Linked DNA regions of Mus musculus: all the other regions are linked to region 5. A link is a contact called in public promoter capture Hi-C data. All regions are on one chromosome and are shown on one strand. The core of a region is the stretch at or near the end of the contact, and the rest is flanking DNA. Distances in the headings are between cores, read along the strand shown.

The links. Promoter capture Hi-C pulls out the DNA fragments that hold promoters and counts their contacts.
Region 1: a promoter capture Hi-C map of liver shows a contact between it and region 5, with 4 times the contacts expected there. The contact joins the promoter of Btbd19 here to the promoter of Elovl1 in region 5. A contact is called at or near these places in 3 of 39 promoter capture datasets (hippocampal neurons, liver and pre-B cells) and 1 of 9 other capture datasets (adipose tissue).
Region 2: a contact with region 5 is called in a promoter capture Hi-C map of the HPC-7 cell line. The contact joins the promoter of Rps8 here to the promoter of Elovl1 in region 5. A contact is called at or near these places in 3 of 39 promoter capture datasets (the HPC-7 cell line, embryonic stem cells and pre-B cells).
Region 3: a promoter capture Hi-C map of pre-B cells shows a contact between it and region 5, with 4 times the contacts expected there. The contact joins the promoter of Mast2 here to the promoter of Elovl1 in region 5.
Region 4: a contact with region 5 is called in a promoter capture Hi-C map of pre-B cells. The contact joins the promoter of Armh1 here to the promoter of Elovl1 in region 5. A contact is called at or near these places in 3 of 39 promoter capture datasets (hippocampal neurons, liver and pre-B cells) and 1 of 115 datasets of contacts at active chromatin or transcription factors (large pre-B cells).
Region 6: a promoter capture Hi-C map of pre-B cells shows a contact between it and region 5, with 2.4 times the contacts expected there. The contact joins the promoter of Kif2c here to the promoter of Elovl1 in region 5. A contact is called at or near these places in 2 of 39 promoter capture datasets (liver and pre-B cells).

What each region holds. Positions count from the first base shown.
Region 1 is chr4:117,124,151-117,127,213 of GRCm38.p6, reverse strand. Btbd19 (BTB (POZ) domain containing 19) reads left to right here and starts at 1,556. Exons shown (of 8, transcript NM_001384196.1): 1 at 1,556-1,885. The coding sequence starts at 1,800. It overlaps Tctex1d4 (Tctex1 domain containing 4), which reads right to left and starts at 401. Exons shown (of 4, transcript NM_175030.2): 1 at 356-401; 2 at 126-232.
Region 2 is chr4:117,154,648-117,157,985 of GRCm38.p6, reverse strand. It overlaps Rps8 (ribosomal protein S8), which reads left to right and starts at 1,854. Exons shown (of 6, transcript NM_009098.2): 1 at 1,854-1,928; 2 at 2,309-2,415; 3 at 2,879-2,978; 4 at 3,173-3,338. The coding sequence starts at 1,925. It overlaps Snord55 (small nucleolar RNA, C/D box 55), which reads left to right and starts at 2,138; the gene lies at 2,138-2,215. It overlaps LOC115490046 (a small nucleolar RNA gene), which reads left to right and starts at 2,697; the gene lies at 2,697-2,800.
Region 3 is chr4:116,462,443-116,465,874 of GRCm38.p6, reverse strand. It overlaps Mast2 (microtubule associated serine/threonine kinase 2), which reads left to right and starts at 1,652. Exons shown (of 30, transcript NM_001369061.1): 1 at 1,652-2,139. The coding sequence starts at 1,960.
Region 4 is chr4:117,250,547-117,253,824 of GRCm38.p6, reverse strand. Armh1 (armadillo-like helical domain containing 1) reads left to right here and starts at 1,908. Exons shown (of 13, transcript NM_001145637.1): 1 at 1,908-2,072. It overlaps Tmem53 (transmembrane protein 53), which reads right to left and starts at 1,874. Exons shown (of 3, transcript NM_026837.3): 1 at 1,691-1,874. The coding sequence starts at 1,751.
Region 5 is chr4:118,426,455-118,429,681 of GRCm38.p6, reverse strand. It overlaps Elovl1 (elongation of very long chain fatty acids (FEN1/Elo2, SUR4/Elo3, yeast)-like 1), which reads right to left and starts at 1,589. Exons shown (of 8, transcript NM_019422.3): 1 at 1,467-1,589.
Region 6 is chr4:117,181,027-117,184,335 of GRCm38.p6, reverse strand. It overlaps Kif2c (kinesin family member 2C), which reads left to right and starts at 1,712. Exons shown (of 20, transcript NM_134471.4): 1 at 1,712-1,905. The coding sequence starts at 1,845.

The DNA of each region.
Region 1 (3,063 bases), core at 307-2,806, 1.3 Mb after region 5:
TGTTCCTTTCCCTTGGTCACAGGAGGCTAGATCCACTTCCCCTTTCTCCTCCCACTTGACTTCATCAGCAGAATGGGGACATGAAGCTGGTTTCTGGGTTTCTTCAATAGCCAGAAGGGACAGACCCGACTCCATCACTCCCACAGCTCTCTGTAGCCTCAGAGGTAGAGAACTTAATCATCTTCCCTGCTCTGTGTACGGTGGGACTTTTCTCCCTCTCCACCGGCTGCATCTGGAGGTGGGAGACATGGGGAGAAGCAACTTCCATCGTCCTGCTTGGGTCTCTAACTCCTTCGGAATCACCTATGAGACGGATGCCCTCTTCCCCTGAAACTCCCGCAGGCATCTGACTCACCTGCAGCCTTTGGCCTCCAAGCTCTGCTGGCCCCACAGTCTTCACTGAGCTGGCCTGACAGGCCTGTGGGCGAGGAAGGCTTGTGTTGTGCAGTTACCATGGGGCTGTGGCAAGCACACCTCTCCCTCCCAGAAATCCTTCCCCTGGCCAAACTCTGGAATAACCTAAGTGTTCCTGCTATGGGCACCTGCAGAAAGGAGGGGCGCTCTGAGTTACCAGGGAGAGAGGGTCCACGGGGGCTTGGAGTTCTAGGGCATCACAGGCTAAGGGAGCCGGTGCCGAGAGAGGTGCACTGTTCAGAAAGGTCCTAGTTTCAGAGCCACTATTTCATATGAATCTCTCCCTGCCTCTTCACCCTTAGCTAGCCTCCTCTAATTCACAGGTCCACGAGAGGAAAACCCACCAGGGGGCCACTGGATCTGGCCTGGCCATCTGTGAATAAGTCACGGGGGGGGGGGGGGGCTGGGATATGCTAAAACCTTGAGATTGCGGGGGCAGCTTCTTAGGAATTTAGTATCTGGGCTCACAGGAAAGAGCACGTCATGGTTCAGCATTCTCCCCAGCAGCCTCAACAAGGACAAACATTTCCGCTTCAGGGCAGGGTGGGGCTTGGATGACTTCCTTAGTTCAGAGCTATGTGCTGAAGGGAGGCCTATTGGTTCAGCGGGAAGGACCCAGGCCTGGCATGGCCATGACTCAGTGATTCTAAGTCCGGTTTCTTAACCTTTGCTGACCTACTCACGTGTCTGGGACCTGTAGGCAGCACCTCTTTCCTTAGGGGGATTGCTTTTCGGGGCTGCCAGAGGCTGCGCTACTCCTGTTAGAACTGACACCTCACCTCCCCTGCTCTGGGAGGTGTGGGGCTGCCCCCTCCCAGGCAAGCTAAGTCTGAGCCTTGAAAACCACACTTAGGTTTGAGAATTTTCCCTGATGGGGTGATGTCTCGGGTGTTTCTAAAATGCAGCCGTGGGAAGGGATTAGAAAAGCAGAGGCCTTGGATTCTGAACTCAGTGTAGGCGGGGAGCCAGCCAGCACTAGGGCCCTCAGACTCATCTTAGGGCCCTTCTACTGCTGATTTTTTTCCCCCCCTGGGCGTATAGGGAGATGGGCGGGGCCTCCTCAGGCTCAGCTCCAGTTTCTATGGAAACCCACAGGCTTCCCACCCAGCTGCTGCCTGGGCAGATTCCCAACCTGGGCCTCATCCACCACCAGCCTCTCCCGGGATCATAGGCCTTTCTAGCCCCAGCTTCTTCTCTGGGTCCTGTCTGCATCTGCATCCCTTTCCTGAACCTCAGGCCTTCTTTAAGGACCTGGGCCTTTCTGCTCCTATATTTTAGCTCCTCGGCAAACAGGCCTCCAGCTCCTGCCCTCCCTCTCAGGTCTTTCTTGGCCTGGCTAGGCCTTCTAGACTGTTCCACCCTTTAACCTACTGCCCACTGCACTTATGGAGAACCCAGGACTGGTGGTACGTGGGCAGGCTGCACCCTTTTCCACAGCACTTCGAAGCCTCATCAACAACCCCCAGTACAGGTGAGGCAGTGGCCCCCTGGGGGGTTTTCCCTAGCTGGCCTGTGAATTTGAGGAGGCTAAGGGCAAGGAAGCCCGGGAAAGAACACTTGGCCTCCCTGGGGAACTCAGTCTGTGAGGAAGTCAGCTATAGAGGAAATTTACTTGTCTGTGGCCACACTACCCTGAGAGTCAGAGGCGGGGGTAGTGGCAGATAGAAGGGAGGGCAGCTGTGTGAACTCAGGCAATGCCTGAGTTCTCTGGCTTCTCCTCCACCCCCTCGGCCCTGAAAGATGGGTTATGATTTGATTCACCCCCATTGGGCTTTCGACTGAGCACTGGAACGTCTTATCTTGAAGAGACAGAGGTATGGATGGCTCTAGCGATTCATAAGAGGAACGAAGCCCAAAGGATCGAGCCGGAGACCCAGACAGGAAGTAGTTCAAGGTTTCCGACCACCCACTGCTTGCCCAAGAGACTAGTGCTGTCTGAAACCAGGAATAGAGTTCACTGGGGGCAGGGCTGGTCATGGGAGACAAGAACTCTGTTTCCCATCCCCAGACTCTCAGAGGCTGCCCTGCTCCCCAGGGTTAAGACTGCCATAATTCTCGGTTTTTTGAGGACAGGGTGCCACAGTCTGGCCTGAAGAGTGGAGCCTTAGGCAGGAGGCTTTGGAAGCTGAAGCGCTCGCTGCTGCCTCCTACCCCTACTTAACACAGAGGCTGGGGCCGGAAGTGATTATGAAGATGGAAAATGTGGTCTCACCTCATGATGGTGATCACTGTCATGTCTGTCTGCAGTCAGTGTGCTCTGTACCCCACATCCTCACACCCTCCCACAGGAAGAAGGGTAAAAATGCTGAGTTGGCATTTGGTGAAGGCGTCCCAAGAGGAGTGTCCTCTCCCCCAAGATTCAGACTGGGGAGACATCAACCTGGCTTGCATGAGCTCTGCTATCCCCCTACCCCCCCATCCCCCCGCCCCCTGTGAACCAAGCATAGTCCACTCCCTTGAGACCTGCCATCATGGCTGAAAAGTCTTAGAGTCAAAGATATAAAGTCACCGAGTGGAACTGAGACTAGAGCACAGGCTTGTGTCTTCCAGATGTAGGCTTTGACCTCACACAAAAAGAAGCCCTAGTGTGACAGAGGTAAAGCCAACAGTGTGATCTAGGTCTGAGATCCCCTCCCCTGGCCCTCCCTC
Region 2 (3,338 bases), core at 605-3,104, 1.3 Mb after region 5:
CTCCTGAGCCAAGAGCTTGCAAATCCAGCTTAGGTACATTGGTGGTGGCTCTGACTTGCATGTGGCAGATTCTCTCTACCACTGAAGTGGCCCAGCTGCTGCTATGAGGGATACTATGGCAAATCCCAAGGTCAGGCCAATTCAGAAAACCTAGATGTGGTAGCTCGCCTATAATTCCACAAGTCAGAAAGGCTGACACAGGAGGATTACCAGGAGTTCAAGGCTAGGCTGGGCTACTGTGAGCATGTAAGACCCTCAAAAAAACAAAAACAAAGCTGGGTGGTAATGCAGCTTTAATCCCAGCACTTGGAAGGCAAATCACAAGCTTGTGCCTTCAGGCCTGGCTCAAGAACACTTTTAAATGATATTAAAATGATTAAATGATATTAAAACAAAATTAAAAATCTCTTCAAGCCAGGCGGTGGTGGTGCACGCCTTTAATCCAGCACTCGGGAGGCAGAGGCAGGTAGATTTCTGAGTTCGAGGCCAGCCTGGTCTACAAAGTGAGTTCCAGGACAGCCAGGGCTATTCAGAGAAACCCTGTCTCAAAAAAACAAAACAAAACAAACAAACAAACAAAAAACCCCAAAAAAACAAACACAACAAAAAAATCGCTTCAAAACTGTAAAATCGTGGGGGGGGGGGGGGCTGGCGAGATGGCTCAGTGGTTAAGAGGGCCGACTGCTCTTCCAAAGGTCCGGAGTTCAAATCCCAGCAACCACATGGTGGCTCACAAACATCCGTAACGAAATCTGATGCCCTCTTCTGGAGTGTCTCAAGACAGCTACAGTGTACTTACATATACTAAATAAATAAATCTTTAAAAAAAAAAAATCGGATACACGCAGTAAAAACCTCAGAATCAAAATTTAAAACATTTGAAGTTAAAGTTTAAAATTCAAAAAGAAATCGGTCAGGTGAGAGGTCCCTTTAAAAGTAGACGTTCACTGACATTCAAGGCGACGTTTAAGTTTAAGAAATAAAATGTACTGACTGAGCTCTCATCTTGTCTGACGCCGGAGCCCCACTGTCCTCTGCTTTGATTTCACTTGGAGGGGTGTCTAGTGCCTCAGTTTCTCCTCAGCCGGCCGCTTGTTCCTCCCACTGAGCAGTAGCTCATTCTTTAGCTCAGGCTAGCCCTCAACTGGTGATAATTCTCTGTCTCAGTGCTGGATTTCAGGTTTGACCCACTGGGCCAGACCAGATTGTCAGATACTTTGGAATTGGAATTTCAGGAACTGTGAGTCGACCTAAGCACTTGATGCTTTTGAAGAGACCCTGAGCACAGTTTGCAGTACCAATCTTTCCAGAACTAAAACTGTTTTTAATTTCCTTTTTGATTGCTAATTGCTGCCATGTAAGAGATACACATGAATTTTGTGTGTTCATATACAGGGTCAAGTCCCCCTGTGAACAGAGCGTTGGAGCTTCTACTACTTCACTTTTCCAATTAGGGCCCTTTACTCTTTTTTCTTTTTTGGTTTTACAAGTTTACAAGGGTTTCTCTGTATAGCCCTGGCTGTCCTAGAACTCACTTTGTAGACCAGGTTGGCCTCAAACTCAGAAATTCGCCTGCCTCTGTCTCCCGAGTGCTGGGATTAAAGGCGTGCGCCACCACGCCCGGTTTAAAAAAAAAAAAAAAAAAAAAAATTTAAAGGACAAAATGTAAGCACAACAGGCAGGCAAGTGTGCCCTATAGCTCAGCTTAAGGAGCCCGCCCTCCAGACCGCCCAAGGTCAAGGGATTTGAGGCGGGGTCCGCGTGAGTTCGCACGCCGCAGGACCCTCCCCTGTGCCAGCGTCCCAGGCTCGCCGCGGCCCCAGGTCCTTCCCGGCAACCGGAAGAGACGTAAAGAAGGCGGGGCTGAGTTTTAGAAACCGGACCGTGAAGCTTTGCGCTTCCTCTTTCCAGCCAGCGCCGAGCGATGGGTGAGTGTTGCTGCGGGCCGGGTCGGGCCGCGGGGGAGCGAGCTCCATCCGTCTCCATCCTGCCTCCCGACGCATGCTCGGCCCGACCATGGGCCACGGGCAGCCGTGGCAAGGGCCTGCGGTGGGCTAGGGCTGTGGAGATCGCTGCGGCCGCCTCCGGGGCTCCGGGCTGCGAGCGGGCCAACATGGCTGCCGCGGGCCGGGCCGCACGCGGATGATGACACCTGGGTATGCTGCACACTCCCGACTGCGTCGTGGGGAAGCCAACCTTGGAGAGCTGAGCGTGCGGGCAGCCCGCGCAGCGCGGGGCTCGGGAGCGGGCTGATTGGCCGGCGGCGAGGCCCGGTTGCTCAGGCTTGCGTCCTCGCTCCCACACACAGGCATCTCTCGGGACAACTGGCACAAGCGCCGCAAGACCGGGGGTAAGCGAAAACCCTACCACAAGAAGCGAAAGTATGAGCTGGGACGGCCCGCTGCCAACACGAAGGTGCGTGCGGGGGTCGGGGGGAGGACGACTGGGAGAGGCTGCCTTCCCCTGCGCTAGAGCGTGTTTGCTGGGGAACACGAGTGGCTGTGATCACCTTTGTAAGGCTCAGGTTTCTCGGTGCTGGCGACTGGACATGGAAGTGTGTCCACGTGCAGGGTCTGTGCACCCTAATCTCCAAGCTTAGGGTCTACTGGAGCCTAGGAGTGGGAGAGCTGCAAGCTTGGTGTGTTCCTTACTGGGGTTCTTCCTGTGTTAGGGGGGGTCTGGCTTTTTCTGGAGGTAACTAGGGTGATGAAAACGTATCCTTAGGCGTGGTTATGGCCGTCTTGGCCACCTGTACACCACTTGCCAATGCAAGGACTTGTCATAGTTACACTGACTGTTACCTCCGTCTGGTTCGGGTTCCTCTCCCAGTCCCCACTCGTTTTGATGACACATGTTCTGGCCTTCTTGTGTTCTCTAGATTGGCCCTCGCCGCATACACACAGTCCGAGTTCGAGGAGGCAATAAGAAGTACCGTGCCCTGAGATTGGATGTGGGGAACTTTTCCTGGGGCTCTGAGTGTAAGTAGGTGTTGAAGTATTTGAATTTGTTCTTGCTGAAAGATCCTGAGGTAGTTGGAGAATTCTTTGCCATATTCTGATCTCTTAACTCCTGCAATGAGAGGTGCTTTCTAGAGAATGTTAAAAAAAGATTTCAGTAATAAAAAAACATTAACTGCCCCAGCCCCTGATTGTGAATCTCTCTTTGTATGCAGGTTGTACTCGCAAAACAAGGATCATTGATGTTGTCTACAATGCATCCAACAACGAGCTTGTCCGCACCAAGACCCTGGTGAAGAACTGCATCGTGCTTATTGACAGCACGCCGTACCGACAGTGGTACGAGTCCCACTATGCACTGCCCCTGGGCCGCAAGAAGGG
Region 3 (3,432 bases), core at 403-2,902, 2.0 Mb after region 5:
CTATAAATAGTGGCAATAGTGGCAACAGCATGGGCTAATAGAAAAAAAGAGGCAGGCAGAGAATGGATTTTGGATGGTGGCCTTGCCTTAGAAAGTGTACACTTGACTGGGCGGTGGTGGTGCACACTTTTAATCCCAGCACTTGGGAGGCAGAGGCAGGTGGATTTCAGAGTTCAAGGCCAGCCTGGTCTACAGAGTGAGTTCCAGGACTACAGAGAGAAACCCTGTCACCAAAAACAAAAACAAAAACAAACAAAAAACAAAGAAAAAGAAGAAAGTGTATACTTCATCTTGAGCTTTATTTTACTAGTCTAAGCAAAGACAGTATTACAGAGATTTTTATGAGAGTCTTTGGGAAGATGGATCCTAAGAGAATAAGACTTGATGCAGGGGAACTAGTTGGGAGAATTTCCCACTTAAACAGGTGAGGGAAGGCGGAGCTGGGTAAGTTAGTACAAATGGGATGAAAGGAGAAGGCAGATTGGAAAGATATCGAGTTTACAGACCAACAGGCCTTGTTCATTATTAGATATGAGAGATGAGAAGAAGGAAGGAACCAAGGATGGCTTTCTGTTTCTACCGAGTCAACTGGATGCATGGGGAGGACCTGGGACAGGGAACGTAGAAGATAGCTTCATGGGTTGTCCCACACACTGCTTATGTGTGTGTGTTCTGGTACCTCACAGGCCTTCGTTTGAGTTCTCTTTGCACTATAACTCACCCCGTTCCCTCCACTGTACAATGAACACTGCAATGACCTCATTATGTGTATGTGAATTGAATGCAGTGTCTGAAATCAGTAGGCTCCATCGTATTAGTCATTATTACTGCTCAGAAAGGGTTCAGGGAGGAGGCTAAAGATACATGAATGAAACAGGCAGGAAAAGCTTCTGGGAATGAACTCTGGTTAGGTCAAAAGAGGAAAAACAGCGTTGTGGCAGACTAGCTGAAGCCAGAAGGAGGCCAGGCATGGCTGAGCTGTCTGCCACGTGTTGTTAAAGCAGATGAGTCATTGGAAGGGGCAGGTCAGGCTGCCCAGGCCGCAGCAGGCTGGACCGTGTCTACAGGATGACTTCATTGTCAGTGGGAAGCCCAGATCTTCCAAAGCCTTTTTAGTCTCGCACCCCTAAGGAATACATCACTTCTTTTACAGGACTTTACACACTGTCACACTGTGTGGAACTGTCAAAGGCAGTGTAAACAAGACAGAGCGACAAGAATGGGAACCCTCAACTAATGGGAGGGTTTATTGGGACATATTGATATGTCTGTGACTGGGCTCGTTTCCCTACATCTCAGTCTCCTTATTTCTAACATGAGGATGAGCTAACTAGTCTCTGAAGCGTAGGGGAGAACTAGGTGAGCATCTGCTGGTAAATAGAGTGTTGGTGTCCCCCCTCCCGTTGGAAGTCTTTTCCCAGTCTGGACAGCGTTCAGTCCGGCAGGCAGTGTGTACCAAAGGGATGAATGGAAGAATCAAAGGGCGTCCTGCAGCCGACGCGGGCGCGCCGGGAGCCCCGCCCCCTTCCGCTTCAGAGCGCGCGGCGCGGCCGCGGGCGGGTCTTCGCGACCGTTCGCCAGCGCGTGCACGGCTGGCCGCGCTCTGTGGGCGGCAGGCGGGCTTGCCGTGCACGCGCGCGAGGGGCGGGCCGGGCGGGCTGGCGGGCCGGCGGCTGGCGGCGGAGCCCGCGGCGGCGGCGGGTGGCCGGCCGAGCGTGTGCCGGGCGGCGGAGGGCGCGGCGGCGGCGGCTATGCTGCCTCCGTGAGGCGCGCCGGGAAGGTCTCGGCGCCTCAGCCCACAGGAAGCGCGGGGAAACCGCGGGCCGGGTGCGGGTGGCTTCAAGTGCCCGCCGGGCCATGTTGGCCGCGGACCGGGTTTGCCGCGGCAGCGCTGCGGCCCGGGGCCGAGCCAGGCCGGCGCAGTCGCGGTGCTAACGCCCGCGGGGCCCAGACGCGGAGATGAAGCGGAGCCGCTGCCGCGAGCGGCCGCAGCCGCCACCCGCCCGCCGGGAGGATGCGGCTCCGCGGACGGCCGAGTTGCCCCAGCCGCAGTCTTTGCCCCCGCGCCGGCGAGCGCCGCCCGGGAGGCAGCTACTGGAGGAGCGGAGCGGGCCTTTGGGGCACGACAGCAGGGAGCAGGTAAGGTGGGCTGGGGTCCGCCAGCGAGGGTGGGCGCCGTGGGGGAGGGGTCCTCGCGGGAGGATCGGGCTGCGGTGGTGAGGGTGGGGACTACTGAGTCGGTTAGGAGGAGTGGGAGGTCTGACGAGGCTGAGGAAAGGGGAGTGGAGAAATGAAGGTGGGGGCCTGGGGTTGCAGTTGGACGTGGGGTAGGGCGGGTCTGAGGAATGAATAAAATGGTCTTGGGGGGTAGCCTGGGGCTCTGGATGGAGAGAATGGGTGCTGGAATGTGGGCAGGGTGAATGAGCAGCAAAGAGTAGGTTTACTAAATGGAGTTATCTAGAGGCGTGAATAGTTTTAAGGGAGAAATGCCAGTTTGATAGTGTTGACTGGTCTTAGAGTTTATCCCCACAGTTATAAAAACGGGGCATTTGCAAGCATTCTCATTTGGTGGCCATTATACTTTTATAAGCAAGTATTCAGAATCGTTAACGTTCTCCTCAGTAACTATCTACCACTTTAAAACCACTATAAAAAGTGCCTGAATGTGTCCAGTCTCAAGGCCGGTGCTGTGGACAGAGAATCTGTAGATGAAGGCTCTGCTTTCTAGTTTACCCTTAATGGGAAAAGAGATAAAATGTAAAAGTACTCATGGGATTCTCGAATGTACAGGATGTGTAATTTAGTAGACAATAGTAGGTGTATTTATGAGTAGGGAATAAAGGTCGCCAATATTAGGATAAACTTGCTACTCACAGCTGAAGGAAGTTCAGTGAAACGATATTGACAGGGACTTTGTAAGATACGTAATCTCGTTGGATTTTTAGAAAGAATGTTCTGTAGTAATGAACTCCCCTGACAGCATTGCTTTTGTACAGCTTTGCTTCAGACCCCAGTTGAGACCCCATCTTTGAGGCTTTGAAGTTCCAGGTCTCCTATCTTGCTCCTCATATAAAGTAAATGTTCCTATGCATCATTGCTTTGAATTACACTCTGTTAGCCTATGGTTTTAAAATTTTCCGCTTTTTGTCTCCCCACTTGATTCTTTTGGTCTTTGTCATGGCTTCTAGACTGCTGACTGTGTAATCCCCCTCTAGTACCCGTTCAAAACTTTTGAAATATATTTCCTCTACTGACTTAGTTTACCTGGTGCGGTTGACCTTAATGCATGCTTCAGTAAAGTGCTTAAGGCTGTTTGATTCCGCCCCGCCCTTATTTTCTTTTTAAGTTTTTTTATGATTTACTTTTAGTTTTTATGTGCACTGGTGTTTTTCCTTCAAGTATCTCTGTGTGAGCGTGTCAGATTACCTGGTA
Region 4 (3,278 bases), core at 659-3,158, 1.2 Mb after region 5:
AAGTTCAAGGCCAGTCAAGACAACTGTCATAAAAGGAAGGCTGAGCTGGTGAGTCGGCTCAGCAGGGAGAAGCACTTACTGACAAAGCACAGGACCTGAGCTAGCGCTCCAGCCCACCCAGAAGGAAAAGAGAACCAACTGCTACCAACTGTCCTCTGACCTGTGCACATACACTACGGTGTGCATGCACACACACAAATAAATAAATATGCAATCAAAGTTAATGCGGGCTGAGTATGACACAGTGGTAAAGCACTTGCCTTAGCACGCATGAGGCCCTGCGTTCAATCCCCCAGTCCTGCCTAAATAAATAAGACTGTCTCTACCCACGTGGGGAGAGAGAGAGTCCCTACCCTCCTGGCCTTGCAGAATGGAGAACCAGCCCTTTGCAGCTGATGGTTCTGCCAAGACAGAAATAGTAACTGACTTCATCTAATGCTATTGTCAAAAATTCTTCAAAAGTCCTTTCACATCTATAAGCCCAACGATCCACCTCTAGGGAGAAACAGATAGTGGCAGTCCTTCCTTCGTGCTTTAGGAGATGAGAGGCCCCTGCCCCATCCTAGATAGATTCCAAGCAAGAAACACACAGTGGGACAGGAGGGCATAGGAAGGGAGGCCTGGGGAGACTTTTTTTGTTTTTGGTTTTGGTTTTTTGGTTTTTTGAGACAGGGTTTCTCTGTGTAGTCCTGGCTGTACTGGAACTCACTCTGTAGACCATGCTGGCCTCGAACTCAGAAAACCGCCTGCTTCTGTCTCCCAAGTGCTGGGATTAAAGGTGTGCGCCACCACCACCTGGCTCTGGGGAGGCTTTTGAAGGAAGCACCCCCTAGCTAAACTTTATGATGAGCTGGACAAGTGCGGGGCAGTGGACTGGAAACACCAAAGAGCAGCATTGGCCGACCTGTACTCCAAGCCTCCTCTGCCCCAGTTTCCAAAAGGGACAACCTTCCATTCTCTGGTCCAACAACTTACACTACTTTACAAGCTACTAATCTTAGGAGGCCTCCCACACATCTTTTTTTAATGATATGGCCTTAGGAGGGTTAAACACACACACACACACACACACACACACACGTTAAGTTTAAATGCCAACTACTAAGCTTACTTCCATCAGGATTCATGCCAAGTCCTTTACACAAATAATCTCAGTTGTGCAACCAGCAATTTTTCCTCAGCTTTGCTCCAGGAAAACTAAAATTCAAAGTTGAAAGTTTGCCGAAGGTCATCCAATTACTAAAGGGATAGGATTTCAACAGAATTCCACCCGGCCTAACCGACCATTCTGTTAACCACTGCCAGGGTGAGCTGAGAAGGGCAGGACTAGGCTTGCTGAGTCCCTTGGCTTTTCTGAGGACCAGAGGCTCCCCCAGGAATCCAAACCTCTGCAAAAATGAAGGATGGGCCTAGTCACACTTGCAAATGAGGAGCGAGAATCCAAAACAAAAGAATTAGAATGAACCTTGAAGGGCCTCCAGCTACAAAGGGAAGCAGAACCTTGAGAACCTGTTGTGGAACAGAAAGACCCTCAGTCGACTGGGGGCGGGGCACGGGGGGCGGGGCTGGGAGCGCCCCGCAAGCTCTAGCCAGCCCTGCGGGACCCCCGAAGGGGGCGGGCCGAGGGAGGGCGGGCCGCAGGGTGGGCGGGGCATCGCTGTTAGGTCACCTTCCCAATCCCCCTCCATACTCTGGCTCCAGCAGGGCTGATCCGGGATCTCGATGCTGTAATCCAGCTCGGCCGAGGCCATGGTGAAGGTGCGGGTCTTCAGCACAGGCCTCCCGCCGGAACTCCCGCAGTTTCACCTCGGCGGGGCCGGGACGCCGCCGGGCCACGCCCCTCCCCGCCCACGCCCAGCGCTGTCCAATCCCCGAGCCGCACTCTGTGACCTCCCTGCCTAGCAACCAGGGAGTCGCTTCGCGCCTCGGGCGGCACCCACTAGCCCGGCCCTAGCAACCGCGCCCCGCCCCTACTGTCTTTGGGCCCCAGCAATTGGCTGACTCTCTTGATCTTGGATCAAGTATTGGTCAGTGGGGCAGCGCTCTCGGAGCGACCGCACCCTCCTGTGAAGGTAAGAGTCGGTGGGAGAGTTGAATGAAGTATTACGGGTCTGCAGAGGGCATCTCAGAACTTTGTCTTCTGGTACTTGGTAGAAAACTTGAACTTGCACCTCTAACTACATCTACCTCCATCGCCAGCAGCAGTTCCCAGGCTGGAGGCAGAAAAAACGAACAAAACAGTGTTAGGCGGCGCGTGCCAACGGGTCCTTCTAAACCTGTGGGTTGAGACTGGTTGCCTGACTGGAAAGGGGTCTTCGGGTAATAAGACATGGCCTTTCATGTGTGAGTCCAAGTAGTTTAGACGAGTACAGGAGTACAGCTTTCTTACATTTAGTAAATATTTTCTGAGCTGGGCATAATGGCGCATGCATTTAATTCCAGCTGTGAGGAGTTGAACTCTGTGAGTTTGAGACCATCCTGATCTATCTCCAGGACAGCCAGGGCTACACAGAGACACCCTGTCCAAAATAAATAAATAAACACATACATGCATACATACATAAACAGAAAAAGAAGCTATTTGGGTGATGGGAATGAGTGGGTATGGTGTGTAGGAGACAGAAACCAGGAGGAAAGTATTGAGGGCTGATGATTAATACGGTAAATAAAACCTCAAAGATGGCACTGGATTTACAAAGAAGTTGTTAGCAACCTTTGCAAGTGCCATTCCAGTGAACAAAAGAGTCAGTGGCTTGAGAGTGAGTGGGAGGTGACAGCATAGTGGTATGTCCCTGGAATCCCAGCCAGGAGTCTAAATGCTTCAAGCCATCCTCAGCTACATAACAAGTTCCAGGCTAGCCTATGCTACATGAGACTTGTCTTAAAAGAAAGAGGGGGGATGGAACACTTGCAAGGCAAGTTATTTTGTCATTCGCTGGCAACCGCTAGGAGGTACAGGCTTTTGTTCAGATGAGAGAGATCCAGCAAAGAGATAAAAGATAAAATCACAGGGGAATTGGGTATGTGAAAGCATATGGCCCCCAACCGTGGGGACTCTCACTTTACACTGCTGAGGAGTAACTGGGGAGATGGCTGAGCTAGTGTGAGGAACCAACTTAGACCCCCAGGACACACATAAAGGCTTCGGGGGCGGGGGGGGGGGGCTGGAGAGATTACTCAGTGGTTAAGAGCACTGACTGCTCTTTTGAAGGTCCTGAATTCAAATCCCAGCAACCACATGGTGGCTCACAACCATCTGTAATGAGATCTGATGCCCT
Region 5 (3,227 bases), core at 340-2,839:
CTTGTAGCAGCCCCGCCCTCCTCCCGCCCCCGCTACGTTGGGCATGGGGTGGAGGGTGGGTCCAGGCCACAGGTCAATGCCTAGAGGAGCAGGACCCACCAGAATTGAGAAAGCCAAGTGAGCCCCAGCCTCACCACCTCTGACCAGCCAGATAAGTTTGTAGGTTCTCCAGAAACTTCTGGCCAGGACGTCTGGCCAAAGCCAGAACTGCTAAAAAATCCACACCCAGCATTCTCTCCCAAACCAGCCATGAATTCTTAGTTTGTCCTACTTTAGAATGGGCATCACCCTTCCCTACCAGGGAGGGGTGAGGACACCAGTGGTATGTGAGGAGGTGGGAGAGTGGGGGAGGTCTCAGGAATCTTTCCCTCTTCTGGGAGGGAGCCTCATGGGCTAGGTCCCCTCCTCCTCAAAGTTGGAAGGAATGCCAAGGGAAAGTTTATAGGGATACAAAAATTTAGCCTAGACCCAGGAGAGCCTAGGACTTTGTCCCAGAGGACTCCGGCAATTGCCCAACAAGCGGAGTGCTCCAGCTGCTCTCCATCAATCTCCAGCCTTGGGGCTTGAGTTCTACCATCCACATCCACGCTCTCACACAGTAATATGTACCTTCATCACACCGCTCTCAACCACCCCCAGAGACATGCATACCGCGCCAGGAGCTAGCCAGCATACATCCACACACAGTCCAGGCATATCTTGTTGACCACATCACCCAAACAGGCCTCCCTACTGGACTCGGACATGCCAGGCTCCTAAACTTCACACCTGTCAGGGATTGCATTAACCGCGGGACATACAGCTGACCAGGCATGGGTACATCTTCACCCACACCTCCCTTCTGCACACACAGCTCTCTGGTGAGTGACACTCATTTCTTCCTACAGTTAGACTTTGGTTGGTGGCTTATGTTGGAGTGGGGCCTAGCACTTAGGCATGTGCTCTGACACACGTGAGCTTGCCAGTTCCTTATCTCCTCCCTCAACCACCTCCTCCAATTCACTCGCCCTTCACCACCACTTAACACCGGGAGATACACAGTGACCCAGAGGGCAAGAGGGAGTCCAGACTTCTGAGGATCTCTCCCTAAGTTTGAGGGAAACCCGGGTGCGCACCACCCCCCTCCCGCAGTGAAACAGAGCCAGTTCCCTTAAGATGGATGGAAAAGAAAAAGGGCACCGGCATGGGGCAGGAAGGGAAAAGAGAGGAGTGGGCAAAGGGTGGAAGGCCAGGAGGTGCTGAAAAAGAACTAGGTGTGAGCAAATGGGGGTCAGGGGCCAAGGTGCCGGGGAGGGATCCTGTGGGCAGGCCCAGCCCCAGTGCCTGGGACCTCCCACCCACTCGCCCCAGGAACAGCCTCGCCCACAGCCTGGGCAGGGCAGGGCAAGGCAGGCAGGGCAGGGCTAGCCTGGCCAGCCAGGCAGGGGGCGCTGGCACGTGGGGAGCCATGGAAGGTACACACTCACCAGTGGAAACCAGGCGGGCAGCAGTGAAGGGTTCAAAGGGATCAGGGCCGGAGAGAAGTCCCCAGGGCCGCCTGCCGGCCACTTCCTCATCTGCTGGGCCGACTTTCTGTCACCAGAGGGGGAGGGGGCGGGCCGGGCGGGGGGCGCCTGCTGATTGGGCGGCTGGCCGAGGCAGGAGGGGCCGTCCAGCGCCTGCCTGGCCGCCAGGGCGGGAGCAGGGGCGGGTCGCCAGATCCCGGGGCAGGAAGCACACCCAGCCCCAGCTCTCCACCCCTTCCTTCGCATCTCTCAGCCTGTCCCGCCGATGACTATGGCTTGGCCCGCACCCAGCTTCTTCTTGAGGTTCAGCCTGCATGGCCCCATTCGTGGTCCTCTGTCCAGTCCAGCATGAGGACCCACTCATCTCCTGTCTGCTTTGTGACAGTCGCGGCTTATGATTACGGGAAATTTCCAGGGTTCAACCGTTCCCTCAAGGCTTTTCCTGGAAGAGGAGGGCCAGCTGTGCCTACTAAGGGCTGATTGGGGTGGCGGGAGGCTTTAGCGGGAGGCAGCAGTCGGCCACCACCATGCTTCTCAGAGCCTATAAACTTGGATGAGTCCTAGCTTTAGGAGGCACAGAGAGGATTTCCTGGAACGGAGATGGGAGAATACAAGTGGCCCCAGGCAAGAACTGTGAATCACTGTCTAAACTGGCCTTCAAGGTAGTGAAAGGGGGTGGGGGTGGGGGTAGCAAGTGAAATTGGCTGTGGTTCAATGTAGTAGATCTTGGAGGCCAAATGAGGCTGCCTGACTTATTCTAGAAGCAGAAGAAAACAAGAATTTTGAGGCAGCTCATCTCATCTGTCAGACATTTACTGGCCATCTACAGTGAGCGAAACCACATTAAGCTCTGCTCCCCACACTAACATAACTTATAACCCAGGTACAAGGTACTAGAGAGACCAGGTGAGAGGAAAACAGCTGGTCTGAAGAGGTAACAGATGGGGTTGGGAAAGCCAGACAACGTTGCAGGGGTAGGGGTGGGGGAGGAGTTAGATGTCAATTCAGTACCACCACCCACCCACCCCAGCACCAGATAGTCCAACTATTGCATGGCATGAAATCTGTCTTTCCTATAAAGACTCAATTACAGCTTGGACAACTGGATGATGTAAGTAGGCAGAGAGTTGAGGAATTTAGAAGAGGCAGTGGCTAGGAAGGATAATAGGTTCATAATTGGTGGATTTGGTTACCTAGGCATTGATAAGAGATGAAGGCCAGAGTATAGTTTTCAGCATTCTTTAGATTACCTGTTTACCTGTTAGCACCTACTCTTGACCAAAAAAAAAAAAAAAAAAAAAAAAAAAACAACCAGCAGAGAATTTACTTCCAAACCCAGCTTCTGTATCATTGTATACTAGACCCCCATGTCCCTGAAATGTCATTCTCAAGCCATAGCCTGAACTCCAGCCATCAAATGTCAGCAGCTTTCTCTCCAGTGAACATCTGTGGTGGATCCAAAAGCTCCCAGTGGAGCGTTCGGGATGGTGTTTTGCATGTGTGATTAAGACTTGTTAGATGAATGTGCACAAATTTACATACAAACATATCCATCTATGGGGCTGCCTCTGACTCTCAAGCCTTCATCATCGTGAGATGCAGTCAGATCTCCACTCTGTAAACCACTCCTGCTTCTGACTAATGTATTTTCTGCACCTTTCCCAACTCCACGATCCTTTCAGCAGGAAAAGTTCATATTTTAGTCATATCTCTTAACTCCAA
Region 6 (3,309 bases), core at 463-2,962, 1.2 Mb after region 5:
CTTCCACTGTTGCTATTCTTGGTTGTTGTTTTTTTTAAGATTTATTTATTTATTATATGTAAGTACACTGTAGTTGTCTTCAGACACTCCAGAAGAGGGCATCAGATTTCATTAGATTTGAACTCGGGACCTTCGGAAGAGTAGTCAGCGCTCTTAACCACTGACCTATCTCGCCAGCCCTAACAAAGAGTATTTGTTTTGGTTTGGGTTTTTTGTTTTGTTTTGTTTTTCGAGACAGGGTTTCTCTGTATAGCCCTGGCTGTCCTGGAACTCACTTTGTAGACCAGGCTGGCCTCGAACTCAGAAATCTGCCTGCCTCTGCCTCCCGAGTGCTGGGATTAAAGGCATGTGCCACCAAGCCTGGCACTATTCTTGTTTTTAATGTAACTACATTTAACTTGTTTATTTAGTATGTGTGTGTGTGTATGTGGTGCATGCCATGGCACATTTGTGGAGGCTTTGGGGAGTTCATTCTCCTACCATGTAGGTCCAGAAGATCAAACTCAGGTCTTCAGGCTTGTCAAGGTTGGATAGACCAAGGGCTAGACACCATTTACACTATACATATCCTCCGCGGGGCGGTGGGGGTTCTTGGTCTGCATAGGTCTGCATACTGGGGCAGTAATGATGTGGTTCAGTGTAAGAACGTTCCCCTAGAAGCCGGACAGTAGTGGCACATGCACAAAGTCCTGGAGTTAATACCTAGTACTACGAAACAAAAAGACATTATAAATAATGACAAAAATCAGGTATGGTGATTCATGCTAATTCCAGCATTTAGGCATTGTAGGCTGCTTTTCATTGCCAGCATCTTTTTTTGTTTGTTTGTTTGTTTGTTTGAGACAGTTTCACACAGCCCACTCTGGCCTCAAACATGCTGCTTAGCTAAGGTTGGCTTTGAAATTATTCTCTTTTCTTCATCTACAGGGAGCTAGGATTATAGGCATGATCTACCATACCCCGCTTCTCTTGTGTTCTGTTTTGTTTTGTTTTTCTAGAAAGGGTTTCCCTGTGTAATCTTGGCTATTCTGGAACTCAGGCTGTAGACCAGACTGACTTCGAAGTCAAATTTGCCTCTCTCTAGTGGTAGGATTAAAGGCTCGAGTCACCACCGTATGACTTCCCCCGTGTTCCTAATAGGAAAAAAAAAAAAAAAAAAGTTTCACGGACAGGAACCATTCGTCTTGTTTATTCCACTATCCCAATCTAGCACTATGTCTAGCACTAGCATGTGACTATTTTTAATTGGTGTCTTCGAAATATTGTATACATTTCAAAGAGAAAGCAATCATCAAGAAACCAGGATTTGAACCCCTGTCTGTAGAATCACAAGGCCCTCACTGAAACATTATACATAAGTTTCCTAGTCTTACATAAAGGCAGAAGTTCGACCTGGTAGCGGGAGGGTAAGGCCAGAAGCCATAAAACCTTCCCATCAGCTGGGCGTGGTGGCGCACGCCTTTAATCCCAGCACTCGGGAGGCAGAGGCAAGCGGATTTCTGAGTTCGAGGCCAGCCTGGTTTACAGAGTGAGTTCCAGGACAGCAAGAGCTAGAAAAACAAAACAAAACAAACAAACGAAAAAACCAAACAACCAACCAACCAACCAAAAACCCTTCCCATCAGTCTCAGAGCTCGGGAGCCCGGCCACGCGCCGGAAGTCGGAGACCAAGACTACATATCCCACATTGCTCTGCGGTGCGTCGCACTGGTGACGTTGTAGGGAGGCTGGCGCGCGGGATTTAAACTGCAGCGGTTTAGGCGTTGTTAACACAGCGCAGTATTAGCAGAGTCGTGGTTTCCAAGCTTCTTTCATTTGTGTTGCCTGTTGTTGTTCCTGAGTCCATGGAGTCGCTTCACGCACGCCTGTTTCCTGGTCTCTCCATCAACATTCAACGCAGCAATGGTGAGGGCAGGGTCTTGAGGCCAAGGGGACGACCCAAGAGCGGTGAGACTGCCAAGATGGTTATCTGAATCTCCGTGTGGCAAAGCTTTGGGATACTTTCCCTTATTCCACACTGAGGGGGTCCATGTCACTACACTGGCAGTCGGTGTCCCCTACACAGGAGGAAAACGCTACTTTGGTTGTGGGTCCCTTGCCTGCTTTCTGAGTGTGGGCGGAGCACGTCTGCGGTTATTGGTGCGCCTAGCTAGGTTATAGCGATTGGATGCATTTCCTCTGAACCTGTTTTGCTTTGTTGGACCCGCGGCTTCCTCGGCCTCCTGAGTGCTGGGATTAAAGGTCATGCACTACCACGCCCGGCTTTTTTTTTTTTTTTTTTTTTTTTTTGGCGTTTGTTTTGGTTTTTCAAGGAAGGGTTTCTCTGTGTAGTCCTGGAACTCCTGTAGACCAGGCCTCGAACTCACAAATCCCCTGCCTCTGCCTCCCAAGGGCTGGGATTAAAGGCGTTGCACCACCACTGCCCGGCTCAACCATCTGTCTTTATTAAGCAATTTCTACAGGTCTAATAACGGGTCATTCATGGACTAGCCAACCACTGCCAAAAATGGACCAGGGAACTCCAGCGGTCCAGCTCTTTACTGATGTGTTCAGGAATAGCTCCTCCAAGGAATGTAGTAACTTACTTGCTCAAATGAATCTTCATTCTGTTGGAGCGGTGATGCAATTTTATCCTATGGAGCTGGGGTTTAAGGCCCATTCCCTGTTCACTTCCACTGTGGAATGGTCTAAGGGTGAACCCCACTAGAATTACTAACTAGCATTTGTGTTTTGTTTTATTTTTTGAGACAGTTTCTCTGTAACAGGGCCTTGGACCTGGACTTGCTTTGTAGATCAGGCTGACCTCGAACTCACAGAGATCCACCTACTGTACTTTGCAAGTGCTAGGATTAAAGGCATGCACCATCACAGGCCTAGTTCTTTGGTGTTTTGTTTGTTTGTTGCTTTTTAAATTTATTATTTTATTTTATGTTCATTGGTGTTTTGTGAAATCCTCTGGAAGTGGAATTACACTTTGACAACAGGGTTTCTCTGTGTAGCCCTGTCTGTCCTGGAACTCACGTTGTAGACCAGGCTGTCCTCACTCACAGAACTCCTCAGGCCTCTATCCCTGATGTATTGGGATTAAAGGCAAGGGCCACCACTGCCTGGCTGTTTGTATTTTTTAAAAGAGAATTAAATTTTCCCTTCCGGAGCCGGGCATGGTGGCTCATGCCTTTAATCCCAGCACTCGGGAGGCAGAGGCAGGCGGATTTCTGAGTTCGAGGCCAGCCTGGTCTACAAAGTAAGTTTCAGGACAGCCAGGGCTATACAGAGAAACCCTGTCTTGAAAAACAAAACAAAGCCGGG